2 separate regions of the Mus musculus genome follow, and region 2 is linked to region 1. The links are chromatin contacts, called in public Hi-C maps. All regions are on one chromosome and are shown on one strand. Each heading gives the region's core, a stretch centred on a gene start, on an enhancer-like site or on the middle of the called end of the contact. The rest is flanking DNA. Distances are from core to core; before and after follow the strand shown.

Region 1 (7,696 bases), core at 2,219-4,718:
AGTTCAATTGTCCATCTTCAGGTGCCACTTATCTTGTTTGTTTGTCTTTTCCTCTCCCCACCCCTCCTTTCCTCTCCCCACCCCTCCTTATCTCTCCCCACTCCTCCTTTCCTCTCCCCACCCCTCCTCTCCTCACCCCTCCCCTCTCTTCCTCTCTCCACCCTTCCTTTTCTCTCCCACCTCTTCCTCTCCCCTCTCCTCCTCTTCCTTCCCCACTCCTCCCCTCCCCTCTCCTCCTCTCCTCTCCCCACCCCTTCTCTCCTCACCCCTCCCTTCCCTTCTCCTCCCTTCTCCTCCCTTTCTTTCCCTTCTTTCTTACCTTTTGTTTTTTGAGACAGTGTCAGGAGCCATCATAGCAGGTGCTCTTCCTAAGATAACTTCCTTAGATTAAAATCTACGATGGAACTCCGATAGGCAAGGCCCAGGAGGAAATCATTTTAGGAAAGACTCCTGCTATTAATATGCCTTTTCTCTTATTATTAAACATATATAACAATCAGGAGGTATTACCCCACCCTTTTGAGTAGATCTCTGCTGATCTACGAAGACATACTGTCTTGTGATGCTATTTAGACAAATAGATGATTTATTAATTATTAATGATGATCCTGTAAGAATTCCTGAAATTGTATCAGTATTTATTACACTCTTTTATAGTGGTACTGCTATTAGGTCCATTTTAAAACTGCAATGAGAACTGTCATTCTCCCATGTGTCACCAGTTAATTGCTTCTAGATAGAAACCAGACTTTCTACTACCCAGAGCACATTCCAAGAGGTGGTAAAACCATTAACCAAAGGTCATAAAAAGGGAACTAACGATTTATTATAGGTGCTTGGACAGAAGGTAAAATATTGTCTGGGTTTATCTATACTAAACGTCACTAATAGCTTAGTTATGGTTTGTAACTCTCAATGAACCTGTGGAGCTGTGACAGGTGGTGATGGTTTAATGGGATAATTACTCCTAGTGGATAAGCATGCAAACATTCTCTGTTGTAAACTTCTTATTCCATTTATGATTTGATCTTATGTGTAAACGTATGATGAACTTTTTGCCATGTGACCACGTATTCTGAAAGATGGATAAGTGCTGAGGACAAAGAGAAGAGCCTGAATTTCCCTTGCCCCACTTGGTGTCGTTCTGTTTTTCCCCTTTTTCTTAGAGAGCTTTCATAGGAAACTTTTTACAACTTAGAAATAAAGGCTACATTCTCTTTCCCTTTTTCTTCCTGAGACTTCAACCAGCAGGCTGAAAGTGAGAGAGCCCAGCAATTCCTGCAGAGATAGAACAAAGGCCACATTACTTAATCCCCCGCTGTTAGGCTACAGGAGTCAATCTCCTAAATCAGAGGCTTTTATCCCTCAGAATGGACAAGAAAGTTTTTAGGACTTTTTCAAAGTTATCATCAGCATTTCAGTATAATTAGAGACCTAGGACATCCAGAGACCATCAGTCTTTAAAGCCACATCAGAGTCCTACTCTGTGTCCCATTTTAACCCACTCCAGGCTGGGAGGCTCCAGACAAGACAGGTTTCATATTAACCTGCAACTTGCTAATTAGTCAAGGCAGTCCAGTGAGCCCCAGATATCTGTCTGTTTTCACCCTACACCCGAGGATTGGGACTGCAACCATGGACCAGCATGTGTGCGCACACACACACACATATGTGCATGTGTGTAGGAAGCCAACTCTAAGATGGCGCCGGTTTCTGGTGTGCCATTGTCATAAACAACATCAGCGCAGGTGTAAGCCCGAATCTGGCTCCAACCCCTCCCAAGCGGATGCATGCAAATTAGGTGCCGGCAGACTGACCAATCCCAGGGGGCCACGAAGCCTTCTCCTGTGCTGGGGTGCATATAAGCAGACCTCCCTGGGTTCCCAGGGTCCCCGTAGCAGCATCGAGGTGTTCCTGCAATAAAGGCTGTTGAGAAGAATCCAACCGTGTTGTGTCTTCCTTGCCGGCTGAGGTGGGCACAACATATGTGTGTATGTGTGTGTGTGTATCTGTCTGTATACATGTGTGTGTGTGTGTCTGTGTTTTGGTTTTGCTTTTGTTTCTTTTTTCTTTTCTGGGAAATTGAACTCAGGTACTCAAGCCTGTGCAGTAAACACTTTACAAACCGAGCAGATCCTACAACCCATATCATGAAGAGCTCAAGGCAGGTGCTTCACCCACCCCTTGGAGCTGGAGCCTGACCTGTGAGCTCCACTGTGTGCTCTGCGGGGCTGTGCATCTGTTTTTACCTCTGAGTCCCTGCTCCCGTTTTCACATCATGCCTTGTTGTCCGTGAACCAAGTTTCCTCCCTTAACATACCTGCTGCTTTTTATGTTCTGAATTTTAAAACAGTTTGAAGAAACTTGTGTGAATACAGTAATAAATCTGACCAGAGTGGTTACAGTTGTGGGTAGATGGAGACCTACATTCCCATTGATTTCTTTAGTTTCCCTTTTGAGTGGGCACCATGGCCTCAAGGTGTATGCATCTGTATGTCCATAAACCTGAGAAGCTTATAAGGGAGTAAAAGAGCTGTGAACTACTATGTTAGTAACTTTGCTATTGCAGTGGGGGAAACAGCATAGCTAAGGATACATATACATACATATATATAATATGTAATTTAAATATATATTTAAATATAAATATACATGTACACATATATACATGTATACATATGTATACATGATATATAGAATATATGTATATATAATTTAAATATTATAAATATACACATGCATACACACACATATATGTATACTGTATGATGTACATGTATATACATATGTGTGTATATATGTGTGTGTGTGTATATATATATATGTGTGTGTATATATATATGTGTATATATATATATATATATGTATATATATATATAAAATTTAATTGGGCATATATATGGTTTCGGTGGGTCAGAATCTGTGATGGTGGTGCAAAGGCATGGCAGCAGGACCAACTGAGAGCTCACATCTTTTGACACAACCACAAGGTAGAGAGGGAACACTGGGAAGGACATCAGGCTTTTAAGAGCTCAAAGCCCACCCCCAGTAACACACCTTCTACGCCAAGGCCACACCTCCTAATCCTTCCCAAAAAGTTCCACCAACTGGAGACCAGGTATTGAAAGCTATGAGCTGCGGGGGCCATTTCCCCTCCAATCACACAGCTGTGTTGCTAGGCATGATGATACAGATGTCTCCTCTCTTAACCATGGAGCTGTGTCTTTTCTGCCACCCCAGTGGAAGCTCTTCAGGGTCTCAGCTGGGTTCTTCTGTCAGAAACGCGATCAAATAGTTTCTGCCTTTTGTTCTCTGGGGCTCTAGGTAACCCTAGACCTCTCTGAGTATTCACTGTTGAAGTAACTTTGTCCCCTAGATGGAGCCGTGCACCCGCATTGCAAGGCAGAGACAGATGTTTTGCTGGGGCAAAAGAAGTATGTAGTCCTGCTCTGCCTTGGAGTGGAAAATCCTTCACTATCTGCAGGGCTGCAGGGAGCTGGCACCAGCTTTCTCATGGGGGCTGATCAAGTATACAGGGATACAAAGATAGGAGCTCTCACTGCCTCAAAACAGGGACAACATCAGTCTAGAGTGTGGTCTGTCTCAAGGTCACAGCTCCCATGGAAGAAAATCCATATCATGACTTCTGTAGATCTGAGGACAGCTCCTAGAGGTATCATGAAAGACATACTGGCACAGGGCCTTCACAGAATGTAATTTTTGATACTTTAATATTTAGCAAAAAAAAAGGAGAGAATTGTTTATATCTTGTAAACATGAACTGTCAAAGGACAGCTTCAGGCTTGTCACCCTTTTCTCAAGGGCTATGTAGCTGGTGGGAGGAAAGGCATGAGTCTGAGCTCAGGGGAGTAGGGCTGTGTCTGTGGAGGCGTTTACTGTGACATCCCCAGGTGGGGTCCCCAGTAGGTGAAGGCTGAGAGTGTGTGCAGCCTTAGTTCACATGTAGGCAGGGGCTGGATACAGAAGCAAGCCTGTGCCTTCACGATAGCACATACACACACACACACACACACACACACATACATATGTACATACATACACACATACATACATTTGTACATATGCATACACACACATATACATATGTACATATATACACACATTATATACAGAAGATACATATACATACACATATACATATACAGAAGCGAAGTTCAGAAAGAAGCAAAGTAATGGGAATTCTGACTGAGAGGCCAGACAACAGTTGGGCCATCTCTCCAGGATCTTGAAAACTTGCAAGTGCTCTCCTGGATTGATAAAGGCCAAAATACAAGTGGTGGCTATCATGAACCTGGGGAGAGTTGGTATCTGGAAAGCTGTGGGTGCTGAAGGCCATGGGGGGGGGTTCAGACTGTAACCCCACTGTGACTGCATACCTGCTGATAAGGCCCATGAGGAAGAGGCTGGTGAAGCGACTGCCACCAGTGGAAAGTCGGTGCTATACCTTGTGGGTGTAGCTGATCCCCAGGAAGTGACAGTGAATGGAAAATACCTGATTAGTGGCAGAGAGAAGGAAGGCCAGGAGTGCCACAATAGAGGAAGGGATGGAGCAGAACAGGTAAGACCCTCAGATGACCGTGACTGGCTTGAGTGGATTGAGATCAGTTGTGAGTAGAAGGATGGTTAGTGTGTTGGGTTGTTGTTTTAGTGTTCTTCTGTGAACAGACACCATGACAGGGGCTACTCTTATAAGGACAACATTTAATTGGGGCTGACTTGCAGGTTCAGAGGTTCAGTCAATTATCATTGAGGCAGGAGCATGGCAGCATCCAGGCAGGCATGGGGCTGGAGGAGCTGAGAGTCCTACCTCTTGTTGCGAAGGCAAACAGCAAAAGACTGGCTTTCAGGCATCTAGGATGAGGGTCTTAAAGCCCACCCCCACAGTGACACACTTCTTCCAACAAGGCCACATGTGCTAACAATGCCACTCCCTGGGCCAAGCATATTCTAACCACCACAGTTGCCAATGGTGAGTTAAGCAAGCCTCCGTGTGGGCACCTATTACCTGTGTTTTGGGTACCTAGAAGAAGAAATGCCTCTTGGCCTCTTTTTAGGAAGCTATAGTATAGAATAGTAGAGTATAAAATAGGAAGGAGGTAGACTTAAGGCCTGCTTCGGTGACAAGTCAGAGAAGATAAGTGTAGAAGAAGAAGGCCGGAGTTTAGCTGGAGGAGAGCTACGTAAAGTGTAACTACTGGTGGTAGGTCTCACAGTGTCTGTGCAGTCTGGGGGCTTTTCTGGAGGAAGGAGGCAGCCCACAAACATCTTTCAGCATAGAGGCCCATTGTTCCTTGGGTGACCGTGTGCAGGCCCTGTTCTGCTGGTTCAACTCCAGAGAAAGGACTCAACACTCCACTCCTTCCTCCTCCCTCACACAGCCCTGAGCGGGGATGAGGCTGTTGCGCTGTGAGAAGTATCCTAAGGGGTCTCCCTGCCATGGGACACCTGTCACTCATACAAGTGAGGGATATGTGCAAGTCTGCAAAGGACAGGGTCCATGTACAGGAATCCTCCCCAGGCAGTGCTCCATCAAACTCTGATTGCGAGGTTCACGTAGCAAACCAGTCCCTACTCTGTACCAACTGTATTGTACTGGGTGTTTGAAGCTGGAGAATGGCACCCAGTTCATGGGGACGGGAGGGGACCTAGCTCACAGTGAGGGCACAGGACACAGTTCGCAGTGAAGTCTCTCATAGTGCACAGCGAGGAGATGGAACATCGTAGGCAACAGACACAGGACAGCTCAGCTCATGGTGACAGAGAGTCAGCTCAAAGTTGAGTCTCCAGCTGTGCCCAGGAGGAGCTAAGACTAGGCAGACTGACTGCATTGTGTTTGCAAAAACTGTCAAAAGTTCCTCAGCAAGTGAAGGGAGATTGCTGTATGGCAGAGAAACTTTCAGAGATACCAGCTCTTCGGGTGTCTCAAATTGTATGTCCCACCCCAGTTTTTAAAATGTACATATTTATTATTTTATGGATTTCTCTAAAACTCTTAGTGTATCATGTGATACAAGGCCGTCATACACAGTTGCCATACAGGTGACGTGTGCCATTGAGCTACTGTTTCAAAAGTGTGGCTCTGTGCGTATGGTTTGCCCGCCCTGGCTGTTATCCTTGTGTGTAGACTGAGTGTTTGATTTGCAAATGTGTGCTTGGTTATTAGGTCTACATTATCAGGTCAAGTAGCCTGGGTGGTGCTCTGTGCTAGTTTTCTATCTCTTAAATACCATTTTAACCATAAATAAATGCTATTTTAGTAATTGTTTTTTAAAAAAGATTTATTTATTATTATATGTAAGTACACTGTAGCTGTCTTCAGACACACCAGAAGAGGGCATCAGATCTCATTACGGATGGTTGTGAGCCACCATGTGGTTGCTGGGATTTGAACTCAGGACCTTCAGCAGTCAGTGCTCTTAACTGCTGAGCCATCTCTCCAGCCCTATTTTAGTAATTGTTAGACTGTTTCCAGATTTACATTTCTTTCACTTCGACATTCAGAACTTACCCTCAGGAGGTCAGGCTCTCTGGGGGATTTCAGAACACAGGATTTTTGTCTGTTGGGATCATGGCCCCCAATTCCAGAACTCTGCTAATCTTCCTCTCCTGCTCTGGCTCCAGGTCTCAGTTCTTACTCTTAAGCTCAAGTAGACTTGAACTGTCGTGCCACATCACTAAAACCCAGCATCGGTCAGGTGGAGCACACACCATCAGCACTGCTCTCTGTGCCTCCCTCTCTGCCTCAGTCACAGCTGACCCTGTCCATCACTGTGCAGTATCTGCCCGGTCATCACCCATACGCCTGGTCTGGCTACCGTGTGGGTGACTTGGGATGCTTCCTTGGCCCATATCTTAACTCAGCAGTGAGCTTTTCCTCATCTTTGCAACCCGCTTCCTTGCTTCACCTGCTCCCCCCTTCCCCATTCTCCCTCCTAATCTTCCTTTTCATTCCTGAGATCCCATCTCTGTGGCTAGCTCTGCTCTATGATCCTGCCCTTAGGGTCACCAGTGGCCTCCCATGTAAAACCAGAGTAGTTCTGGAATGTAATACTGTCCAGTTGTTTGATACAGCTACAGCTACTCCTTGACCTTCAGGCCCTTCTGTGCGCCACACTTCTATGGTCATTTCTTGCTACCTAACCTCCCTTGAGGTCATTTCACCTAGCTGTCACTGGTGAGATGAGCCCCAGGCCAAGGCTTTAAATAACTGTTCATCTCTGCCCATCCCTCGCTCCAAACTCCTCTCCATAGGGTCCTCCCTAATTCCTCTGGATGCATGGGAGGCAGACCATACTCAGCTGGCCCAAGCTGGAGTCTGCTTTGGGTCCCCTGCTGCTCTCCCCCAGGCTTAGTAACTGAGCACAGTTTGCTGGGTACCACATAGCCCACGCCTTGTCTTCCCACAAATCCTGCAGGGCCTTCTTTAAACACATCATAAGCTAAGTAAGTACTGCTGTCGGCTGTGACAGGATCCAGCTTCAGGCTGAACTGTGCGTCTCACTAGGATCTCCTAGTCTCTGTCTGCTGTGGGTCATACTCTCCTATTTAGCCCTTCCTATCTTTTCCCAACCAGCAACAGCTCCAAGTACCCTGTGAGGACATGACGTATCTCATGTCACTCCTAAGAACCAAACATAGAGGCACCTTCTTTTCCAAACCATCTTACTGTTTTGAA
Region 2 (7,187 bases), core at 3,752-6,251, 280 kb after region 1:
CTGGAACAGGACGTGCCTGCCTGCTCACTTCCATCTCTCTCCTGCTTTCCCCCACCAGCCAACCTGCCACATCCTAAGGTTAGTGAGGTGTTGCCTCAGGATATACACATCCATAGCACAAGTGTTTCTGTCACCAAGGTAAAGCTGTCCAGATCACCTTCACAATGCAGACAAGAGACAGGCTTTTAGGGAATCTACTTTAAAATAATAAATGAATAACTAAACTTCACAGCTGAGCCTAAGCCCATGGTGGTAATTCCACGTACACATTGGAGCTTGGCCAGGGGAGGTTTATTTATTTTTAATTGTAATCGAAAGTGAGCAGAGCCTGTAAGCACAAGTTAGCCTCTGTTCTTACCATTCCATGCTGCTAGTCTTCCTCAGTTCTGGGAGACAGTTTGTCTGAATAAGGGAGGCCTGGGAACTAATGCAGATCTTGCCACTCTTCCCAAGCCCCAGCCCATTTCTCACTCAAGAGGGGCTGAGGAATCTCTGTCTTCCAACATTCCTGGCTTGCTGATGTCTGGCCTGAGTTGGCCCTGCTGTCTTAATATTAACCATTTCTTCTACCCTGGCCCCAGCTGGATAAGATGCCAGTGCTTTCAAGACTGGTGGTGTTGTGTTATCTTCTAGAAGTGCCGCCCCTGAGCTGTTCTGAAAGCTCAACCCTAAGAGAGACTGCTTATGAGCCTGGGTAGCTGCGGTTAGCAAGACCTTCTCTCCTCTTGTTGAATGCTCAGAACAATTAAGTTCACAGTAGCTGTGCATACTGGCAACAGGCATTTAGGAAACGTTTGGAAGGAGAAAAATCGGAGTGGTCCAGGCATCAGGAGCAGCTATGCCGTGTAACAAGGAAATCATGAAGGCTAATCTCTCTCAAGGTGACTTCTGTGTCCCTACACTCAGTCCTCAGAGAAGGGGTGTTAGCAAAGCACCATACAATACGTCAAAAAGAACTTAAATAACCAAGCACGACAGAAGGCTTTCCCACGACCAACTCACTCACACAGCCTGAATGAGCTTAGCAGAACTAGCAGCCGAGTGATCCAAAGCTCTTCCCAAGAGGCCATTTGGACAGAAGCTTTGAAAAACACTGACAAATGTAGTCTGATATTTGTAGAGCATCAAATAGAGAGAGCAAACATTCTTGAAGGTAGTCGCACAAAATGTGTTTACTAGTTAGGTAAATGTATTACTGATTAGGTTTCTGGTTGGTAGAGCCACAGTCATTGGTCAGGGTTCTGATTGGTAGAGCCACAGTCATTGGTCAGGGTTCTGATTGGTAGAGCCACAGTCATTGGTTAGGTTATAATTGGTAGAGCTATGATCTGGAGTTGTGATGCTGAGCCTTCTACTTTCTATTCACTATTCTAGCTTGTTTATAAAGAAGAAGCATCAGGCATTGGGGTGATCCCAATCTAACCCCATCCCGCCATAACCTGTTACATTTTCTATCAGACAGTGGACTCTTTCACCTGCCAGGAACTCATGATCCCAAGGCCATCTTACTCACGACTGTGGTTCACAGCCAGACCCAGCTCTGGAGAGACAAGAGTCGAGAGATTAAGAGCCAAGGAAGAAATCCCAGATTTATTTCTTGATATGTGAAGTGGAGTTTTCCCTGAGGTAGAATGCTAATCTTTCAACAAAAACAATCTCAGGCATAAAGCTTACTGAAGACTCAATTCCTAAGGATGAACTTATGAGGCCACCAAGATGAAGATAGAAAACATGGCTTCTTAGCGCAACAGAGAACCAAAGGGGCATAGATATAGCAGTGCCATGGTACAGTGGGAAGGTGCCAGGTACCGTCACCTCTCCACCCATAAGCTCCTCTTCCATGATGCAGTCAAGGTGCCTCTGTCTCCACTGGGTCGTGTTCAGTGCTTGCTCTCCCATACCCTCTCAGCAAAGCACAGGAGTCCTCTGTGTCCACTTAGAAATGATTGAAGTGTCTGATCTGGCAAGGGCAGTGTGGCCAGTGACTGTGGGGTAAGGGAACACAAAGAAAATGTTTGAGGATGGTTATGCTAGGCATTCCTCTTAATTTGGAGATGTTCAGCAGAAACCCTTGTACCACAGAATAAAAGCAGACAAGAGAGATTCAGTGCGTGCACAGAAGTGTAATTCATTTTTAATGAGAACAGTTATGTTACGGTAGGTAAAATAAACCACGAAGTGGAATTTTGCCCTTTGGGTAATGTTACGGCTCATTAACGGGCTTCAGTGTTCACGTTCAAAATGACATTCTTGGCAAAAAGATTTTAATCCCTATATGTTATCAATGATCTGTGGTTCCTTTGGTTGGATTTTAATTTAGATTCTAAATAAGCTTTTGGAATCATCCTTGCTGGAAATAAGAAGGAAATAATAATGCTGACTAAGTGTTAGGAGGCTCATTATTCTCAGCAGAGGAGTCACCTATAGACATTAATGTCCTGCTTCTTCACATGCAAAGAGAACGTTGTCCCCTCCCCCCAAGGTCACTCAGGCAGATACCTGAGACTGAAGACTGTGGAGTGTAAGCTGCCTTTTGATGGTAGGGTGGAAGGTATATTTAGACATCCAGAAAACCTGGATCCATACACTCCCTGACAATACCACCACTATAGCAAACCCATTTCCTCTGACATGTTTACTAAAGGATCCATAAATAATAGCAACAATGATCATGGCTAGTAATAGACTCTTTTTATAGAGGCTTTTATTATTTTATGTATATTATATAGCATATACACATATACATGGTTTTTAATGACTCTTTTGAGTGATTAAAATGAAAGACCAGGTGTCTATTTTCACCACAGCCTGGAAGAGCAAACATAGGATATAACTGGTGGCCTGTCAGTGTCCAGCCCTCCAAGGCTCACGCCACTGTCTCTGATCTTTGAAGCTTTGGCAAAGTATCACCATTTCTGCTGTCTGAGGCTCTTCATTTGGAAAGAGCCCAGCACACCTGCCCACTTACACTGAGGACAGAGGAAGGGTTTCGACCTGGGCATGACTGTGAACTCCAAGATGTTAAGCCAAAGTAGCTAGCTTCATTACCTTAATACAGTTTATAGCTCCTGGGAAGGAAAATGTCAGTCATCAGCCTTTCGTAACCATCAGATCTCCTGCCCAACATATCACTAGAATCACTGTGTTCATGCATTGATTCATTTCTAGAACTCCTTTAAAGACTAAACCTCACTATCTTTACATTTTTATTATTATTATTATTTTAGTAGTAGGGTACGGATATATTTCTGTTGATTCCCCATGATTATTGATGGGATGCTGACAGATAGAAACAGCTCTCAGCATCCAAGTGGGTAGGTTCAGTCCCCTTGCTGGGCATGGATCAACACTCCTCCCCCAGTAGTGGGGAACCAAGAAAAGAAGCAGGGGGTATGGGTGATTTTTCTACCATTGAGGCTCAGGCTTTCTCCACGAAAGCTGTCTCCAAGGGCAAAGGTGATGAACCCTCAGACTATGAGTTGTTAGTGACCTATTTCCTATTTGTGGTCACCTGACACATTGGCAGGTTTACAGTGAGGCCTTGGTCTCATATATATGTATATGATGTATATGTATATTTGTGTATGTATGTGTATGTATACACATACATATACATACACATACATACACACATACACATACATATGCATATACATATATACATATATGAGATACATATAACTAAGAAGGCCAGGCAAACATTTGCTTCTCTCCATACTATATGTTATATAATGTAATCACCTGTTTCAGTTGTTCTTTATGTGTGTGGTGACTCCATCTACAAAATATGACCGCCATTACATCCATCCCATAAGCTCTTTGATGCTTGTCAGCAACCCCGATCCCACAGCCTTCAGACAGGCTAGTCACCGCACAGAGATCAGGAGGACTTGAACCTGGTATTCTGAACCTGCAGTACAGTTTCCGCACACACCCTTGTGACAGGCACAGATGTCTGTCCCCACCCATCCCCCCTTGGCGAAGACATTTGTGAAGATCAGCTGTGAAACGAAGACTGCCACACATAACATTCTTCACGGATTTGTTTTGCTTTCTCCACAAAAGCGGCTGCCAAATTTAGCCTGAGAAATGGCCTCTGCGTTCCAGAGCTGCTCCAAGCTTCAGATAAACACGCAGACAGGCTGCACACATTGAATTCAAGGGGTTAGAGGCCATAGATGAGCCCTGTTGAGGAGACGGGCCTTGTCTAAACATTTGTTTTTAATTGCCCCGTGAAGATCCGGGGGACATATTCTTTTAAAACTGCTGTCTGAGGGACAAAAGAGATGAGAGGCGAGTGAAAGATGTTGAAGTTATTAAACCTTATCTTCTTTTTATATTTCTAAATTCAGGACTGTTTATTAATGGGGAAAAAAGTACATGTTTTAAGGCATCATATTGAAAGTACTTGTACCACGCTGCTCTCTTCTGTATGCATCATATTGGCAATGTTGTGATTTGGGGGAACAAAAGAACGGGGCAGCCGTGGCCCATTCACCCCACTGCCTGTTGCCTGCAGATACTTGGAATTCCCTCTGTGCTCTGAGATCTGATTCAGAGTAGTGGGCTATCATAACCCAGTGCTGGGACCTGGGAATCTGGATCATGAGGTGTGACTTGACTGTGCCAAGGACATGAAACTAGCCCATGAATACTCAGATTCCTATGTCAAGGGTTGTGTGTCCTTCTGTATAGACAGCACCCTATGATCCAACCAGGTTTCACCCCCCTACAGACTTTCAACAGCAATTGTCCGAGCTCTCAGAAGCAGGCAAGGGGGGACAGACAGACCGTGAAGTAAATTCCAATTCCCTGCTCTCTTGTTCCATAAGATCTAATGACTTTAGGCTCTAAACTCTCAAAAGATTTCCTTGGATATAAGCCCCCAATCACTCTGCCTGTTTTAGATCTCTTGAGAGGGTTCCTGTGCAGTTTTCACTGTGAGGCAGGGCCAGCCACGGGCTGCACATGACTCTGGCGGAGAGTAAACAAGTGTGTTCGCTGGCTCCCCAGGGTCTCACTGCACAGACAGCTGGCCAGGGCCTGGTACTACAGCACATTTCAAAGAATACTTTGTAGAAGGACTCTGGAACCAGCCCATAAGTCTACGTTAGAAAGACGTGGATGACACTGTCAGCCAGTCACACTTGATGGCCTGTGAGCCCTGGGTGTCACCCAGCTAGCCCACACGCTTAGTGCAGAGTTGTCATCAACTCAGCAGAACTCCTGACCTCTGGACACTGCAAGCGGCAGACTGGGCAGTCTGGCCTTCTTCAAACATACATCCAGGCGAGATGCTCAGAACTGTATCACAGGCAGAGGAGAACCCAAACTGGATTTCTGTGCTGGGAGATGAAGCCACTTGGGCAGCAGGTAGAGCAGGCCTGTGTGCTGCCCTGCTTCTCACCAGGAGAGTGTAAGCTGGGACTGACTTGGGGCTCCCAGGAACCCTAGACCTATCAGAAACAGGGAATGATTCTGCCCTGAGAGCCACACGCTCAAACCCTATACGCAAATATGGGGTTTTCTTCAGAGAAGAAAAGCAGAGTGGGAAACTTACCAAGCCCTGGTTTGTTTGTTTTTTTCCAAACCATTTCTTGCAGGTCATTGAAGAAACAGTGCCCAGTTGGGTCTGCGCTCGGACATTGGGGTAAAGCTTGGGAGAGTTAAGATGGGGCTATTTGCTGGGATGAAACTGTCCACAGCTCGGCTGGGCCATCTTCTTACTCAGGCTGACCCTAATTAAACATGGAGCAGACAGACTGGCTCCCAAGAAGATTTGCTATGTGTCCCCAGCAGCCATAGACTATGGAGAGGACCCTTGTATTGGGGCTGAGTGATGGAGACACTCAAGGAATACCTGAGTTAGAGTCATGGGTAGGACACACACAGTCAGACCGGGTTCTCACCACCTGCAGAGCCAGCTCTCTTCAGGGGTGGGGGCTTGTAACCCTTCTGCATAACAGTCACACAGCCTTGAAAAGCTACAAAAGAATGTGAGGCATCTGGACAGACAAAGGCATTCTGTAAACATGGCGTACCTCCACACACCTCCTTCCCCCTTGTCTTAGTCAGGTTTCTATTCCTGCACAAACATCATGACCAGGAAGCAAGTTGGGGAGGAAAGGATTTATTCAGCTTACACTTCCACACCTTGGTTCATCACCAAAGGAAGTCAGGACTGGAACTCAAGCAGGTCAGGAAGCCGGAGCTGATGCAGAGGTTATGGAGAGATGTTACTTACTGGCTTGCTTCCCCTGGCTTGCTCAGCTTGCTTTCTTATAGAACCCAAGACTGCCAGCCCAGGGATGGCACCACCCACAATGGGCCCTCCCACACTGATCACTAATTGAGAAAATGCCTTACAGTTGGATCTCATGGAGGCATTTCCTCAACTGAAGCTCCTTTCTCTGTGATAACTCCAGCTTGTGTCACGTTGACACACAAAACCAGCCAGTACACCCCTCCACTTTCCCGGTATCTTCTTCCTTTTTCTCCCCTCTACCTCATAAGCCTGCACCAGTAGATCTCAACAGCATCTGTTCCTAGCTCAGGGGCATTGACTCCCAGTATTTCTTATCTTCATACATACACAAAATACTCTCCCTAAAACTGCAGCTTTGTCGACGTTGAAGGAGGCACCCTCATCTGTGACCACTCTGGGACCCTTGGGCATTTGGGCATGGAGCCCTGCCTGTGCCCTTTAACCCACACTGGCCTTCTTTCATCTCTTATTCATTGCAGAAGCATTGCTGGGTCATCCTCTTTAGGTTTAAACCTCATGTTTTCCACAGTAGCTTTGTGGCTTAAGCTACTGCTGTGCGCTGCGGTGAAGCAGAGATGACTTTGCCCCTGTGACACATGTGGCTTAGTCAAAGCAGCAAGGCGCCAGGAGCTGGGCAACCTCTAAAACGGCCATCTTTAGAACTGATCATCGCTAACAATGAGAAGCAGAACCCACACTGCTCCAGAGCGTTAGACTCGATGCTTTATGACGCTGTGCTTTAAGTCCTGAGCAGATGAAGTAGACTCATGGGAACAGAGACCCTCTGGTCTTAGGGCTGGATGGAATAGGGTACCAGGTCCCCACCTCAGGGGCCTTACCTCTCATTGCAGCTTATGACAGGATGACCTCATCAACTTAATCCTCTCAATCAGCACCTAGTTTGTGCACTAAAAATGAATAT

The links. A called contact is a pair of places that touch in the nucleus more often than the background predicts.
Region 2: a contact with region 1 is called in a Hi-C map of Sertoli cells, with 2.1 times the contacts expected there. The contact joins two enhancer-like sites. A contact is called at or near these places in 1 of 15 datasets of contacts at CTCF or cohesin (the NIH/3T3 cell line), 10 of 484 Hi-C or Micro-C datasets (Sertoli cells, cardiomyocytes, cortical glia and 7 more) and 2 of 115 datasets of contacts at active chromatin or transcription factors (astrocytes and embryonic stem cells).

Annotation. Positions count from the first base shown.
Region 1 is chr8:14,354,578-14,362,273 of GRCm38.p6, forward strand. All of the region lies in intron 3 of Dlgap2 (DLG associated protein 2), which reads left to right. Among named protein-coding and RNA genes, the nearest start is that of Gm26184, 85 kb to the left of the region's middle. Within about 2 kb of position 3,469, at least 4 of the 459 cell types and tissues checked have an H3K27ac peak or open chromatin away from gene starts, as enhancers often do. A contact at or near this core is called in Sertoli cells, where this site is marked.
Region 2 is chr8:14,634,185-14,641,371 of GRCm38.p6, forward strand. The region is part of intron 4 of Dlgap2 (DLG associated protein 2); the gene reads left to right. Among named protein-coding and RNA genes, the nearest start is that of C030037F17Rik, 130 kb to the right of the region's middle. Within about 2 kb of position 5,002, at least 53 of the 459 cell types and tissues checked have an H3K27ac peak or open chromatin away from gene starts, as enhancers often do. A contact at or near this core is called in Sertoli cells, where this site is marked.